Linked DNA regions of Zea mays: region 1 is linked to region 2. The links are chromatin contacts, called in public Hi-C maps. All regions are on one chromosome and are shown on one strand. Each heading gives the region's core, a stretch centred on a gene start, on an enhancer-like site or on the middle of the called end of the contact. The rest is flanking DNA. Distances are from core to core; before and after follow the strand shown.

Region 1 (3,422 bases), core at 700-3,199, 290 kb before region 2:
CGCGCTCTATTATAAAGAAAATTACTCGACCATCGTCACAAGCAAATAAAGCAAGTGCCACTCTAAGGCAGCAGCTTATAAAATGTTTAAATTGTCGAACGGATCCGATGAAAGAATAGTCATTTTTATTTTATTTGAGTTGAATTGAATTAGCTAAAGAGCAACTTCGACGAGTTGTTTGTTCTTGTCATGGTTTCATGACGACGGACGAGACTCGAGAGGCGCCGGAGCCGACGGCGCGCTGTCGCACCTCCAGTATATATATATATGCAGCCACGCAGGCACAACCAAGCATGCAGAATGCCGGCGGCACTAAGCGAGGCCAGCGATGGTGAGACTGCCACCGGCGGTGGCGCGCTTGACGAAGCGGCCCTTCATCCGTGGCCGCTTCTCGGCGTTGAGCTTGCGCACCTCGTACCGGATCTTCTTGGAGAAGAGCCGCGTCCTGCGCTTCTCCCGGTACCGCGACACTCGGGCCTCCCGGCCAACGTCGTCCATGCCCTGCCCCAGCCTCGGCGTGCCCAGCAAGTCCTCACCGCCGTGGCCGACCATTCCTCGTCCCACAACCCACATGTTCTGTATTTAGAACAAGAATTGAATTCGACGTTAACACAATCACTCCGATCGAGCGAAGCCGTGCATGCACTCAAAAAGTCAGGGATCTCGATGATGTGGCGGGGCCCGGGAATTGAACGTACCGTGCAGTCGTGGGGCCAGCTGTCGTCGAGCTTGACATGTGGTCGTTCGGCGCCGCCGGTCCACGGCGAGCTCCCCCAGCTCTGGATGATGGCCTCGTAGTTGAGGGTGAGCGAGAGGCTCGTCTGCAAGAACTGGCCGTCGGTTCCCGTGTGGCTGCTGCTCGCGGCATTCTCGGTCGTCGTCGTGTCCTGAGGCGAGCCGTAGTTGAAGTCGATGTCCAGCATCTCGTCAGATGCATCTGGGTCCAGCAGCTCGAGGGCGCACGCCAGCGTGCCACTGGCTTCGCAGGCACTGCCGGCGTCAGTCTCCACCTTGACTCGCGACGCGTCTTCACCCACTTCCACCGGTTCCAGGAGGCCCAGCGTCTCCATGCAGAACGACGAGCTCTCCTCGTTGCCGTCGTCCAGGCCGTACCCGAGCAAGGCCTCCATGTCCGCGGCGAACTCCCTGAGCTCGGCGTCGGTCGGCCCGAAGTTGGCATGACCTCCGTCGGGGAAAAACTGCACCAGCGGCGCCGCTGCAGGTGTCTCTCGATCTGTCTTCGCCGGGTCCTCGACGGCGCCGTCTTCGTTGCAGGACGACGCGAGAGCGGCCGCGTCCTCAAGAGGCTGGGGCGAGCAGAACTCTGCCAGGGCAGGGTCAAAGACAGGCACGCGGTAAAGCACCTCCTCCTCCGGCTCCTCGGCCTCGAACTCCCCCTCGTCGTTCCGACCATCTGGCGAGTCCCCGCCCGCCGCATGGGGCACAACGAGGCGCCGCGACAACGTCCGCACATCGCTTTTGGCGCGCCCACCGCGCGGGGTGCGCGCCTTGCGCTTGAACCACGCCGGCACCACCTCGTCGTGGCTCTCGCGATTCGCTGACGCCGGCGTGGGAGGCGGCGGCGTCTGCAGCGGAGACGTGGGGCGCAGACGCAGCCTCTCGTGACGCCGCGCGAGCGAGTTCGCGGAGTGCACCGACGTGTCGCAGACTTGGCACAGGAACGCGTCGTCCGCTGCGCAGTACCACCTGGCCCGCCGGCGCAGGCACGCGTCACAGGCGCGCGCCTCCTTGCCACCCACCGCCGCCGCCTTCGCCGAGCTGCCGGTCGTGGTCGTGGCAATCATTTCCCTTCAAAGCGGTGTGCCGGCGTGCTACTCAGTGATGGCTTCTTCTACGCTGAATGTAGTAGGATGGGACCTATAGTATCCACATGTGCCGACGTACACTCTGAGTTTTTGTATGTACTGTAGATGTTAGGGAAAAAATGTGCTGAAAATATCGCGGTGCTCGGTTTTATAGAACCGAAGGAGAAGATGGGCCCATCTTGCGCGCTTTCTGGGCCCCGCCGGCTGCACTTTGCTTGCACTTTTGGTGTCGCGCAAGGGCACCACTACCTGCGGGTCTTATCTGCAACGTGATTGGTCGAAGGGTAGCGCAGGATGCGGGGCAGGCGCTTGTGATTGGCTCCGACGGGATTTCCAGTGGGGCCACCACCTTCAGCTACGCACGGCCTACAGGCTAGAGCCCTTTCCACATCGCTCTCACGGTTGCTGGCAGTGGCAGGGGACCGCTAGGGCAAGGCGAGAAAAGTCTTTCTTGGTCTTCGTAGCTCAAGTTATCACTAGGTTATTACTATATGCTAGCTCTGGCTAAGGCTACCATGCATTATGCGGAAGGGAGGTGTCGACCGTAACCATGACAACGTGAAAGAAAACGTTGACGGTGGATAAGGAATAGGATGATGTATTACTGGAATTCGGCTCTTTGCCAGATGCCACATTCGGTAAAGTTCCACTCTCGATAACGACTACGTTTACCGAGAGCAGGACTCTCGGCACAGGAAGACACTCAGCAAAGACAGCTTTGCTGAGTGCTAAACACTTGATAAAAGTCAACGCTCGGTAAAGGGACGTTAGCAGTCGTCTATAGCTGACGGTCGTTACCTTTGGCACTCAGCAAAGAAGCTACTTTGCCGAGTGTCATTATTGGACACTCGGCAAAGTATATTTTTATTTTTTTCTTTTCCCAACCAAAATTTTTGTGGTATGTTTCTACACTATGTAGACCTATATGTTCCATTTTTGCACAATTATAAAAGTGTTTGCTATAGCTATTAGATTTAGTTCGTTTAATTGAATTTCTTCGAAAAATTTAGATTTGAATTGCAAGTCACTCGAAACATGAAAAATCGTGCATGCAAAAATGATATTCATGTTATTTAGCACAAGTTACGATCGATTTCAGGAACATACTAGAATCTTCGATCACTATGCTCACTAAACATGACGGTGAACTTGTCATCCAATTGTTTAAAAACTGTATAAAACACAAACAAAGTTAGAAAATCATGAAGCTTGTCCACATGTCATGATATCATATGTAGATAGGCTGTGATAAAAATTTGAGAATATTTCAAGAAAGTTGTGACGCACTATGTGTAGAAACCTAGCCGGTCCACATTGAAACTCTATGATTTCATGTTACGCTAGTTAGGTTTCTACACATAGTGCGTTACAACTTTCTAGAAATATTCTCAAATTTTTATCACAACCTCTACATATGATATTATGACATGTGGACAAGTTTCATGATTTTTTGACTTTGTTTGTGTTTATTCAATGTTTAAACAACTTGATGACAAGTTCACGGTCATGTTTCATGAGCATGGTGCTCGAAAATTCCGGTCTACTCCTGAAATCGGTCATAACTTGTGTTAAATAACATGAATATCATTTTTGCAT
Region 2 (3,391 bases), core at 780-3,279:
CCTGTGAAGGCCGCATGTATCTACGTTTCGTTTTCGCACTTTGATTATTGTTAAAGATTATGTGGATGTCTCAGACATTATGATGTAATCGACTATTATTACCCTTTTATGTTATTATTTGAGCACTATGTGATAATGTCCAGTTATGTAACTGCTGTGTATGTGAATTGCTGATCCTGACACGTATATGGTTCGCATTCGGTTTGTCTTTTAAAACCGGGTGTGACAACTATGCTTCAAATAGTTAAAGTAAGCCTAGACCGACCACCCCTGCGACCTGGTCCAGCTCAGCGCGTCCATCCATTCCTCAAGCCTCAGATACGCCCCCACCCCACGTCTGTGCATGAGTCAAACACGTATCCCTACATGCACGTAAATTTAGCAAAGAGATATGTCGCAATTTCTATTCTTAAATGCTTGATTTACTCTATAAATATATGATCACTGCAACAGGCATGCCGCTAGGCTCGTGAAAATAGATTTCTACTGGTGGGCCTCTTAACTCGACCACAATTCTCAAATAATCGACAATAAAAGATCTATTTCTACTAATCTCTAGCACGGAAGGTTATAAAAAAACGTCGGTAAAAATAGATTATAAATAACACCGTCTCTGTAGAGCTTGTGTGTCCAGTGAAAGAGAACGGAAGAGATACGGACAGGAATAGAATTCCGCGCGTGAGGATTGAGGAGTCAAGGGTGCGGGAAAATAATTCCACTGGAATCTCCGGCGCGTGTAGTCTCAGCTCTCAGGGTTCTTTGATAGCTGAATTATCAATACGTTACTTTCGCTTTCAAATTAAGAGGTATGGTCTCAAAGTTTACTCTACCTTTTCCTGTGAAGAGGTACGGATCAATTGCACAAGTGATGCGATTACGTTTTCCTCTCAAATGGCGCAGACCAGGCCATTAGACTATCTTCAGCGGTTTCCATTAAATTTCCTCCCCTATATCTTACTTTTCCTCCACATCAGCATTCTCTCTCCCCCTATTTTTTCACGTACTACAGCGGTTTCCTCTAAATCATCCCTCTATACCCCACCCCACCTATATAATATCATTTCCATTTCAACCAACATAACTACCTCTATTTTATTTCCTCTTTTTTCTTGCAAATGTAAAAACCGAAACATGTACTTACCACATCTGCGATATTAATTAATTAAATTCGAAAATTAATTAGAATCAAAAGTATCTTGCACGAACAGGAAAGCATGTTTTTTTAAAACTTTCAAATTCAAACGTGTTTCTTTAACAGTTCATGAAGTGCTACTGCGGTTTTACATTAACAATCCGATGACACAGGAAATAAATGTCCAACTAGTTTATTATTACAACTTCATAACACAGAAATTCAGTGCTGCTCAAATTAGCAAACGAGAGTATACAAGGAATATATATATTGTTGCATGGCAACCAAATCTGAAACCAGTTTTCGTAGTCAGGCAGCGAGCGGGAGTCAAGTGCAGGCAGGACTTGGCGCCAAGTCAAATGCAGGCAGCGGGAGTTGGCGCGAAGACAGTAGAGGCGGTCGCGGCTGAGTGTAGCGTGCCCCTGTATTGAGGGGGAGAGAGAAGGTCACTCTAGTGCAGGGGGACGAATAGAGGGTACCGATGCAGTGGATAGCGGTCTACAGTTGCCTCTAAATGGAGGGAGGGGGAAGCAAACCGCAACCGTTGCAGACAGTCTTAGCTGCCTACCAGGCTACTATAGCGCCATTGACCTGAGGTAAGTAGGTAACACTGTCGATTGGTCGTGGTTTCTCTGAGTTGAAAACATGGGAATACTGTCGATTGGTCGTGGTTTCTCTGGGTTGAAAACTTGGCCTAAACACAAGAATAAGACGAAATGGTTTATTGGGACGTACCGCTCAAGAAGTTAGCGGTTGTGCATGGCCATCAATCCATGTCATTGTTTTAAGTAAGAAACCCACTGTCACATTTGTATTAACCATAAGTCGTAGCCGTGAGGTGTACGCAGTAATCAATATAAAAAATGCGACATCCATTAGGTTGCAGCCCAGCTAGTCTGTACCAGCCACATCGCCTACCGACCACATCACTGGCTATCGGCATTTATTGGCCACCTATTAAAGTCCCTGTGAGGAACCATAATAGGACAACAGGGTAAAAAGATAAAGACTTCTCTTATCTTAGAGAGAACGAAGATAAGGGAAGAAAGGGGAATGTGATTAGAGAAAGTAGCATGTTGGAACTATTTAATATGAAAGCTTAATAGTGGTTGAATGACTTTCTTTATCTTCCTCTTTATTATGCCTTTTTTTAATACACGTACATGTATGGTAGATTACAAAACGGCCACCGAAGACAATGCAAAGGGTCCAAGAAAATATTGTTATGTAGCAGTGGTACTATTTACCTATTTATACAATTGTGTTAGCACACATCTTCGTACAAAATTGCATAAAATACCCTAATTTTTACATAAAAGGCCTATTCAATTGTTGGAGAGTATCTTCATCTTTTTTTGCAAACTAGATGTGTTGTGCATGTCTTCTCCTACTCCTTCGTGCTTCCTTGATTCGAAGGTGGTGCTTCTTCGGTGACAGCTTCATCTTACCTCCACACATTGTTTCATAGTCCGAAGAAGACGACCGAAGTCTTCGAAAGTCACTTCGTGAAATAGACTTCAAACAACATGTTTTTTTACTTGTGAACCTTCCGCAAAGTCTCCCCCCCAATAATCGTCGTTAGCTTTTATCTACCACAGCGCTCAAGTGCACAACCTTTACCATCAGCCTACAACCACCTCAGCGGCACATAGCTTTTCTTTTATAGATTCTTATTTAAAACAAAACACGATATTTTGTTTGGCAAAAAATCATGGTTTTAGAGAAAAAAAATCATAATTCAAACAAAGTACATAAAATACAGAAAATAATAAAAATTACATAACTCATACAAAATTAAAACTCCTCATCATCATCCTCTTTATTTTCTTTCTCATCTAGTTTTAATTGCTCGATTATTTTTTCCACAGCCAACCTGTGGGCTCTCTTTATATTAGCATCTACGTAGGTGGTGGTATGTTCCAGCAACTTGATGAACTGCTTGTACAATTTGATTGATTTATCTTGTCGATATCCTTGCTTAGTTGCTTCATTGTCGTCTTCTTATGGGCATGGGTCTCACTACTACTTGTTGCTGGTCCCTTACCCTTGCATAGTGCTCTTGCCCTACCTTGGCCAATATGGCATTGCCGATTTGACAATATTAGGCGATGCAGAGCTATATTCGCTCTCCATGTTGAGGCGAGATCATTTGCTCGCAACGCCGAAGTTAGAGTCACCATATCGTGTGCACCACTTGGGTTGATGACAAAAAGCACACCACATGTGCTTTAGCTTGAATTCACTTTCCTTAGACATGGG

Evidence for each region. A called contact is a pair of places that touch in the nucleus more often than the background predicts.
Region 1: a Hi-C map of tassel shows a contact between it and region 2, with 2.1 times the contacts expected there. The contact joins the promoter of LOC100283083 here to the enhancer-like site in region 2. A contact is called at or near these places in 2 of 25 Hi-C or Micro-C datasets (ear and tassel).

Annotation. Positions count from the first base shown.
Region 1 is chr9:33,999,434-34,002,855 of Zm-B73-REFERENCE-NAM-5.0, reverse strand. LOC100283083 (zinc finger protein CONSTANS-LIKE 16) reads right to left here and starts at 1,949. Exons shown (of 2, transcript NM_001155985.2): 1 at 699-1,949; 2 at 1-576. The coding sequence starts at 1,805. The coding sequence ends at 313.
Region 2 is chr9:33,707,694-33,711,084 of Zm-B73-REFERENCE-NAM-5.0, reverse strand. No RefSeq gene overlaps it. Among protein-coding and RNA genes, the nearest start is that of LOC103638222, 120 kb to the right of the region's middle. Within about 2 kb of position 2,029, at least 3 of the 20 cell types and tissues checked have an H3K27ac peak or open chromatin away from gene starts, as enhancers often do. A contact at or near this core is called in tassel, where this site is marked.